Linked DNA regions of Mus musculus: region 1 is linked to region 2. Evidence: chromatin contacts called from public HiChIP or PLAC-seq data. All regions are on one chromosome and are shown on one strand. The core of a region is the stretch at or near the end of the contact, and the rest is flanking DNA. Distances in the headings are between cores, read along the strand shown. Region 1 overlaps Pla2r1 (phospholipase A2 receptor 1). Region 2 has its middle 38 kb from the start of Marchf7.

Region 1 (4,147 bases), core at 392-2,891, 330 kb after region 2:
TAGAAGTTCTAAGGAATGGCTTTATGACTTCTACCCCTTGAGATTCTTTTTCATGTATTTTTTTTTAATTTTGAGAATTTAATGTGAGTATTATGTTTACATTGTTTCTACCCACTTCTCTCTCCATCGATTCAGTGTTCCACTGTACCCACTCTCAAATTCATTATATATATGTATATGATGTATATGTATATGTGTATAATCTACTGAGTACATTTAGTGTTGCTTGTATGTACATGTGTTTAGGGCTGACCATTTGGGACTGAATCACCTCTCATCCCTGAAGAAAACTGATCCTTCATCTCTCTGTAGCCATTGATTGGCTATAGCTCTTCATCTAGGACTCTGTGAGACTTCCCCTATCTATGTTGTCATCAACTGGTGTTGTCATTACACAGATCTTGTTTAGTCAGCTATATTGTTAAGATTTCATGTGTGCCACTTCCCTATCATATCTATAAGCAGCATCTCACAGCAGACATCCTGGTTTTCTGGCTCTCAGAATCTTTCTGTTCCTTCTTCCATAATTTTTCCGAAGCCTTAGGTGTATGGGTTGGGTTGTATAGGTTGGGCCAAAAAAAAAAAAAAACCACATATCTATTTGACAAATGTAAATATGTTACATAGCTTCTGAATATATGACTTAAAAAATCCAGTGAATTGTGTTTCTGTGTATTTTTCAGAAATTTTGACTTTATGTTTAAATATATATTCCATATATATTAGTGTATATATCATATATATACACCATAAATTATCACTTTAAAATAATTTAACTTGTTTTCAACTCTAATTAAAAGGTAGTTACTTATACTATTTCATAGACCTTGAGGCAAAGTCTTTAGTACTCACCATCCCTAAGGAGGCTTACAAGAAACTCCACCTCTGCCAACGAAGCTACATCCATCAACACGCTGTCATTCGATTGGCAAGAGTGCAGAGCCCCAAGCCAGCTCTTTCTGTCTTTCTTAAGTTTGTAGCATTTACGATTGAAGGGAGTCCAGTCAGGATCACAGTGAGTGGCATGGTATTTCCAGGAGTCCTTTTCTTTATAAATCAACACAAAGAACAGCATTTGCACAATTACTGCCAGTGCTACCCAATATCCTTTATAGAGTCATGAGTGTGATCACTTTTAGCAAGTAAAACACAGAATTGGTTCCTAGCACCCACACAGTGGCTTACAACCACCTGTCACTCTAGCTCAGAGGATCTGGAGCCCCTTTTTTTTAACATAAGCACTGGGCACACACAGTACACATACATATATAAATATATACATAGAAACATACACATATATACAAACAGAGAGAGAGAGGGAGGGAGGGGAGAGAAGAGGGAGGGAGAGAAAGGGGGAGAGAAGAGGGGGAGGGGGAGAGAGAGACTGTAACTGGTCTGCCTATTTAAAAATGATTTCATATTATAAAAAGGCTGTTATGAAACATAATTTAAATGGTATTCCAAGGATTTTATACAGGGCAGGTATCCTTATCCTGGAGCTAAAAGAGCCTAAAATTCTGTTCACTTCCTTTAGAGCACAGAGGATGAAGTTTCATTTTCTCATTCTCCTGGGTCGCTGTGGTATCTATGATGTCATGCAGGATGAGTGTACAAAACTCCTCCCTTGAGTTTCACCAGACTTTCTTCAGAAGAGCTAAGAATAGCAGGTAGGATGCTATAGCGGCCCCTTTTAGTATGAGCAAATGGGAAGGCAGTGAGGACAGCAGGAAGGAAAGCCTTTGATCCTTTCCCCACCTCCAAGCCCCACAGCACAGAGACTCCTCTTACCAGGGGAAGACCAAATTAAGTGTAGTTTGAGACCCAGCACCAGGGCTCCCCTGGTGAAACCCAGTGCTAAGCAGAGCCCTGCAACTCCCACCATAAAGCTATTAACTGTAGGCTGAGTCTTGCATTTGTCCAGGAAGCTGGCTGTAGCAAAACTGGCCTTCAGGAGGCAAGGCAGAGGTCAGGATGCCATCTGCTAGAGAGCAGAGGGAAGGCTAGCATAGAGCTTCCTATTGCAGCACAGCCTGGTGGCCATGGCTATGACTTAGGTCGATTCTTGGTGACTGTGTAGAACTGGGCAGAACCCTTCAGTGTCTGACAGTGAGTGATGCATTTGGGTGTAGCTGGCTCATGGGGGCAGACTCCTCTCTCTAGATACTCTCTTAGTTCCTTTTGAACAACGTACTAACTACACTGGGTAAAAGCTGACTTGGATTACTGCCTAATAAGAGTGACAAGGTACCAATGCCAAGCTCTTAGCCAATTGGACGTGAGCATTATCTGGTGACAAATGGCCCAGAGAAAACAGGCATCCAGAATAGTATTTCTAGAAGGATTGGCATGAACAAAACTAGATTAGGAAAGGCAAGATAAACAGTCCTTTAGTGGCTAGACACTGCTGCATTACAATAAGTATTGGAAGTTTTCAGGAAGCCATGCCTGTGTCTGTTAGACAAAAGAAAGTTTTAGAAATGGACTAGCTAGTAATCAGTCTGGGAGACCTTCCATAAAAATTAAAACAGCTGCTTGATAGAAGCATATTAGATTTTTAAAAAATACATAAGGTATAAATTAGCAGACTTAAGGGAAGAGAGAGACTCTAATACACTAGTAGTTGGCAATTTGCACCTCATATTTAGTGATATACAGACTGTCCACACTATAAGCCAACCACACAACTGCAAAATCAAATTGCAACCCTGGCCAAATGCCCCTAGAGACATCTACAGAACATTCCAGCAGCTGCCTAATTCACAATTTCCCTCATCAGCATAAATTATTCTCCATGACAGATAATGTTCCTGGTCACAAGACAAGCATTGACAAATCGACAAAAACTGAAATCACATCAACTACTTTTTTTTCCCCAACACAATGCAATAAAACTAGAATTCAAAAATGAGAAAGAGGAAGCTAATACTTACTCATGGAAATTAAATGACTTGTTTTTGAACAGGCAATAAATCAAAGAAGAAGAAGAAGAAATTTAAAAATTTCTTTTGAAACAGGTGCATGTAGAGAGTCAACATGCCAAGCTATATGGGCTCAAGCAAACTCAGCATTAGTGGGGAGGCGTATAGGAATCCTCTGCTTACCTATGGAAGGTAGACATTCAGCGTCATACCCATTCCCTTGCTGCACCTCAAGGGGTTGGTGAGCAAAACAAGAACAAATCAAGGAAAGAATAATAAAGACCAGAGTAGGAATGAATGATATGGAGGTGACAAATTACAAAAGGTCACTGAAATTAGCTACTGGAATTCTCCAAATACAATAGACAAATCCTTAGCCCGACTGAAAAAGAAAAAGTTCAGATAAAACCAGAGATGGAAAGGAAGATGTTGGCACTTTGGGGTAACACGGTAAACTAAAGGCTATCTCTGTAAAAGCTGCAGTTTGACAGCTCAGAGCTCTGAAGCCACCATCTGTAAGTCACTGGGGTAGAGAGTGAGAATTCTGAAGTCCAGAAGGTGTGTATGTGATACCCACCACACTGTCCCTCCAGCAGGCTCACTAACACTGTGGTGGTTTGAATGAGAATTTATGCTTGGTCCCCAGTTGGTGGAACTGTTTGGGAAGAATGAGGAGGCGTGGCTTTGTTGGAGGACGTGTTTCATTGGGGGTAGGCTCTGAAGTTTCAAAACCTCCTATTATTCTTAGGGTGCCCTCTCTGCTTCCTATTTATCTAGGTCAAGAACTCTCAGCTGTCCCTGCCACCATATCTTTGCATTGTTATCATAGGCTCTAACCCAGTGACTGCAAGCCTAATTAAATGCTCTATTATATAAATTGCCTTGGTCATGGCATTTTGTCACAGGGTGGAAAAGGAACTAAGACATTACTCAAAAAGTAATATGCAAGGATGGGTTTCCTGCCTGCACTCATCCTAATGCTATGATATCTTCCCACACACTCCACTGCATTTGGGGGACAACCATCAGGGAAAAGATTAGTCACCCCAGGGGATACCACTAGGAATCTGGGGAAGGTGAGGACATTGATCCAAGTCATAGAATGCAAAGGTAAGCATGGCCAGCAGAGGCCACTGGTATTGCAGAGAAGGAAAACCCCCACTATGAAGACAACTGGGCAGACATTAACACTTGTCCATTCCAGCTTTAGCAACAACAAAACCAACAGG
Region 2 (4,056 bases), core at 848-3,347:
GAGGCAGAGAGTGAGCCTGGGCCTGGCTTAAGCGTTTGAGCCCTCAAAGCACATGAGCAATGACACACTTCCTTCAACAAGGCCACACCTCCTCCAACAAGGCCACACCTCCTCCAACAAGGCCACACCTCCTCCAACAAGGCCACACCTCCTCCAAGGCCACACCTCCTCCAACAAAACCACACTCCCTAATCTTTCTTACAGTTCTACCAATCAGGTCCAAGCATTCAAACATGAACCTATGGAGTCTATTCTCATTCAAACTACCACAGAACCTGTTTCCAACTTCTAATATTATTTCAGTCTATGTGTGCTTTTGCCATTGAGGCATGTTTCTTGCATATAATAAATAGCAGGGAAATTATATTTACTATTTAACTGTGTGTGTGCACATGCGCCTGAGTGTGTGTCTGTGCATCACGTATGTGCAGGAGCCCGGAGAGATCAGAAAAAGATCCCCTGCAACTGGAGACATGGGTAGTTGAGAACTACATGTGGGTAGATCACCAAACTCAGGTCCTCAGCAAAAGCATAAGCGTTCTTAACCACTGAGCCACCTCTCCAGTCCCTGGAAATTATTTTTTAATCCAATCAGGTAGTTTGCATCTTTTGAGAGTTAAGAGCATTTTATGTTATGTTACTATTGAGAAGTATTTGCTGGTTCCTGTAATTCTGTTGATAGTTTTCCTAACTGGGTTAAATACTATTCCATGTTTCTTGTGTGCATCTCCTAGGGGCTCACTGGTATAGTGAGACAGATATGCTGACATCTCTTCTGCCATAAACTTCATTCTTTCCTGGGTCGGTCGATGGATGACTTTCTTCCTCTTCTGTGAATGGCCAGTCCTGGCTGCTGCTTTTTCTTTTATTATTCCTTCCTTCCTTCCTTCCTTCCTTCCTTCCTTCCTTCCTTCCTTCCTTCCTTCTTCTTTCCTTCTTTCAGGGCCTTATATGTCCTTGGTTGGCCTGGAACTTGATTTGTAGATGAAGAAGACCTTGGGTTTCTGATCCTCCTGCCTCCACTTCTTAGGTGCTGAGATCACAGACGTGTGCTCCCTTGCCTAGGTTTATACAGTGCTGCGGATTCCAGAGCCTGGGGCTTCTTAGGCAAACACTTTACCCTGCTTTAGCTCCTGTGTGTAACACTTCTTCAAGCAGGCATTCGCAATGCTCGTGTATTCCTTGTGAATTAATTTAGTTTGTGCTTATACTGGAATTCCATGTCTGGATTGGTTCTCAGAGATAAGTGTGAGACATGGCAGTATTGGTTGTCATTTATTTATTGTTTGCGCTTAAAATGGGTCATTATGTGCTTAGCTGGCTTTATAAACAGGGCATCAGTTTTTACTTGGAACTTACTTCTCGCTGGTGTCCACATCTTTCCCTAGCATCCAGGATTTTTCTGCTATGATTCAGCTGCACATACTTTCAACGCCTTCACTGTGTCTATTAGGGATGTCTGTCTCTCACTCCCTTGACAGAGACAGAATTCTTAAGAATATACTCGATGGTTGTGGTGGTGGTGGAGCACGCCTCTAATCCCAGCACTCAGAGGCAAAAGCAGGTGGATCGCTGAGTTAGAGGCCAGCCTGGTCTACAGATTCCAGGCCAGCCAGGAATACACAGAGAAACCTTGTCTCAAAAAGACCAAAAACAAAAACAAGCACACAAACGAAAAGTTTAGAAATACTTTAAACCTAGTAAAAATCAATTGTTAGAATTGGAATGGCTTCTTCCTAGATCCAGGTCTCCCAGGACTGTGTTTAGGGGAGTGACTGTTGAAGCGTAGTCCTTTGCCATTTTGCCTGCTCTGGCTGTTTTGCCTAGGTTCAAGCCATCCTAGCAGGACTGAAAATGTTTTAAAGATACTTGGGTGCCTTCCCATCATACTATTGAAAACAGTAGTTTCAAGAAATTTGGAATTTTCCAGGGAATTTGATCCTGCGAGAAGAAAAAACCTGGGCACAGTGCCAACCACAGGAGGCGCTTGTCTCTCAGATGGGTATTTACTTCACACAGTCCTGACAGCTAATCACGCCAGTTCACTTCACTGGAGCCAAGCAGTGATGAGCATGACCACACCTTGGCCAGTGTGCTTAGTCATGCACACCCTTGTCTTCCATTTAAGTCTAAGCCTGAGCTGGCAAGCTGGCTCAGTCAGTGACGTGGTTGCCACCCAACCATGAGAACCTAAGTTCAGTTCCTCAGAACCCACATAAAACAAAACAAAACAAAACAAAAGCCTAGGTGTGTGGCGAGATCTTAGACTCCAGGTGTTAAGTGGAGACAGACAGATTCCTGAAGCCTGGCTAGTGACTTAGGGACCTCCAGCTTCAGTGAAAGACCCCATCTCAAAGAATAAAGTGGAGGTGGTGGAGAAAGATATTCCATACCAAGTACCTTCTGGACTGCAAGTGCACATGGACAAGTGCACGCACACACACACACACACACACACACACACACACGCACACAGACAGACAGACAGACAGACAGACACACACACACACACACACTATACAAAAACTCAAGCCAGGAAGCTGAAGATGAATTTGAGGGATGGTTAGTATACCTTTGTTCCTCTTTCCATTCAGTTGTGGCTACATATAATAAATTTCCTTTTTCTGTCTTTAACTATGCTGTGTATGAGTGTTTTAACTGGCCTCTGGAGGTGGGTGGCTGAGCCACGGTGGGGCCAGGCTCTGACCCTAACAACTGTGGTAACAAAGCCAGTCAAGAATCACTTGTCCGTCACACTGCATTCACTATAGATGCCTCCCTTCATTGCACAGCAGAACCCAGTGCTAGTCACACTTAGCTTTGTGGTCTGTGGGGCCAGTAGGTTCTCACTTCCCCTAGACACCACTGTCTTTATGTAGCCTGAATTGGCTAAAGCCCCAGCCAATAGATGTTGTCTGAAGTGTGTCAGAAGCAACCAGCAGAGTTCAGCAGGAGGAGGGAGAACTTGGGAACTCAAACCTCTGTCTGCCAATGTTACTCACAACTTTCCAGTCCCACCCAGTGTAAGAAGCGGAAATGATTACTAAACTGAGGCAAGACAGAGACACTCAGAGCAGAGCAGAGCCCCTTACTCAGAAATCATGTTGATGCCTCTTCCCCTCAGAGATACAAGAATTGCAGCACTATTAACAACTGCTTAGAGCCCTTCTCCCTTCATAGCTATAAACCTGCAATTTCCTAGTAATCTCACCTGAAAGCCATTTATAGGGAAAGGATGTGTCCTAAGCCTGTTGTGTAGCCCTGGTGGCTTCAGAATTTACCTTATGAGACTGAAATTCCATTCAAGTTATGCCCGAATCACCTTATAATATCACTCATCTAAAGAGAGAGAGAGAGAGAAAAGAAAAACAACAAAACAAGGTCTCTTTGCAAACTTGAAGATGTACCTTGCAAACCACCAGAAAGGCATATATGGCCAATGCTGAGACAAGTACAGCGCCCCCTTGAGCCCATACACAAACTTGGCGACTCTGGAGCCCACAGCCATGCTCTCTAGCATGTCTTCTTAGTTTTTTCTGCTGACATGTTTAAAGTCTATATTAAAATATCTTTAATGAAGCAGGGCAGTAGGGGCACATGCCAAATGCCTTTAATCCCAGCACTTAGGAGTCAGAGGCAGGTAGATCTCTGAGTTTGAGGCCAACCTGATCTACAGAGCAAGTTCCAAGATAGCCAGGACTACATAGAGAAACTCTGTCTCGAAAAACCAAAACCAAACCAACCAACCAAAAAACTTTAACAAAAATCTCTGCTTCATACTGGCTAGTCCTGAAATTCTTTCCTACATCCAAACCACAAATCCCAATTTGGCCCGGTTGAGGCCACTAAAAGATTAGTGGAGCTCCTCAGGCTGTGGAGGTTGCCAGCAGAGCGGCCTAAGCCCTGTTGCATCACCTTCTCAATGTGTATGCATCCAACTGCGACAGGCAAGCACACACAGTTTAGAGACTGAGGTATGTGCATCCCTCTTTTCTAATTATGGTCTTGGCAGACCAGCTCCTTTAGCTGCATGCACTGTGCACACAAACTGCTTGG

Evidence for each region. HiChIP or PLAC-seq counts read pairs in DNA pulled down with a chosen protein or histone mark.
Region 1: an H3K4me3 HiChIP or PLAC-seq map of bone marrow-derived macrophages shows a contact between it and region 2, with 6 times the contacts expected there. The contact joins two enhancer-like sites. A contact is called at or near these places in 1 of 15 datasets of contacts at CTCF or cohesin (the NIH/3T3 cell line) and 1 of 115 datasets of contacts at active chromatin or transcription factors (bone marrow-derived macrophages).

The regions. Positions count from the first base shown.
Region 1 is chr2:60,503,275-60,507,421 of GRCm38.p6, forward strand. It overlaps Pla2r1 (phospholipase A2 receptor 1), which reads right to left. Exons shown (of 30, transcript NM_008867.2): 7 at 853-1,047. Among named protein-coding and RNA genes, the nearest start is that of Gm13583, 46 kb to the right of the region's middle. Within about 2 kb of position 1,642, at least 60 of the 459 cell types and tissues checked have an H3K27ac peak or open chromatin away from gene starts, as enhancers often do. A contact at or near this core is called in bone marrow-derived macrophages, where this site is marked.
Region 2 is chr2:60,169,909-60,173,964 of GRCm38.p6, forward strand. It overlaps a transcript of Baz2b not described here. Among named protein-coding and RNA genes, the nearest start is that of Marchf7, 38 kb to the right of the region's middle. Within about 2 kb of position 2,098, at least 174 of the 459 cell types and tissues checked have an H3K27ac peak or open chromatin away from gene starts, as enhancers often do. A contact at or near this core is called in bone marrow-derived macrophages, where this site is marked.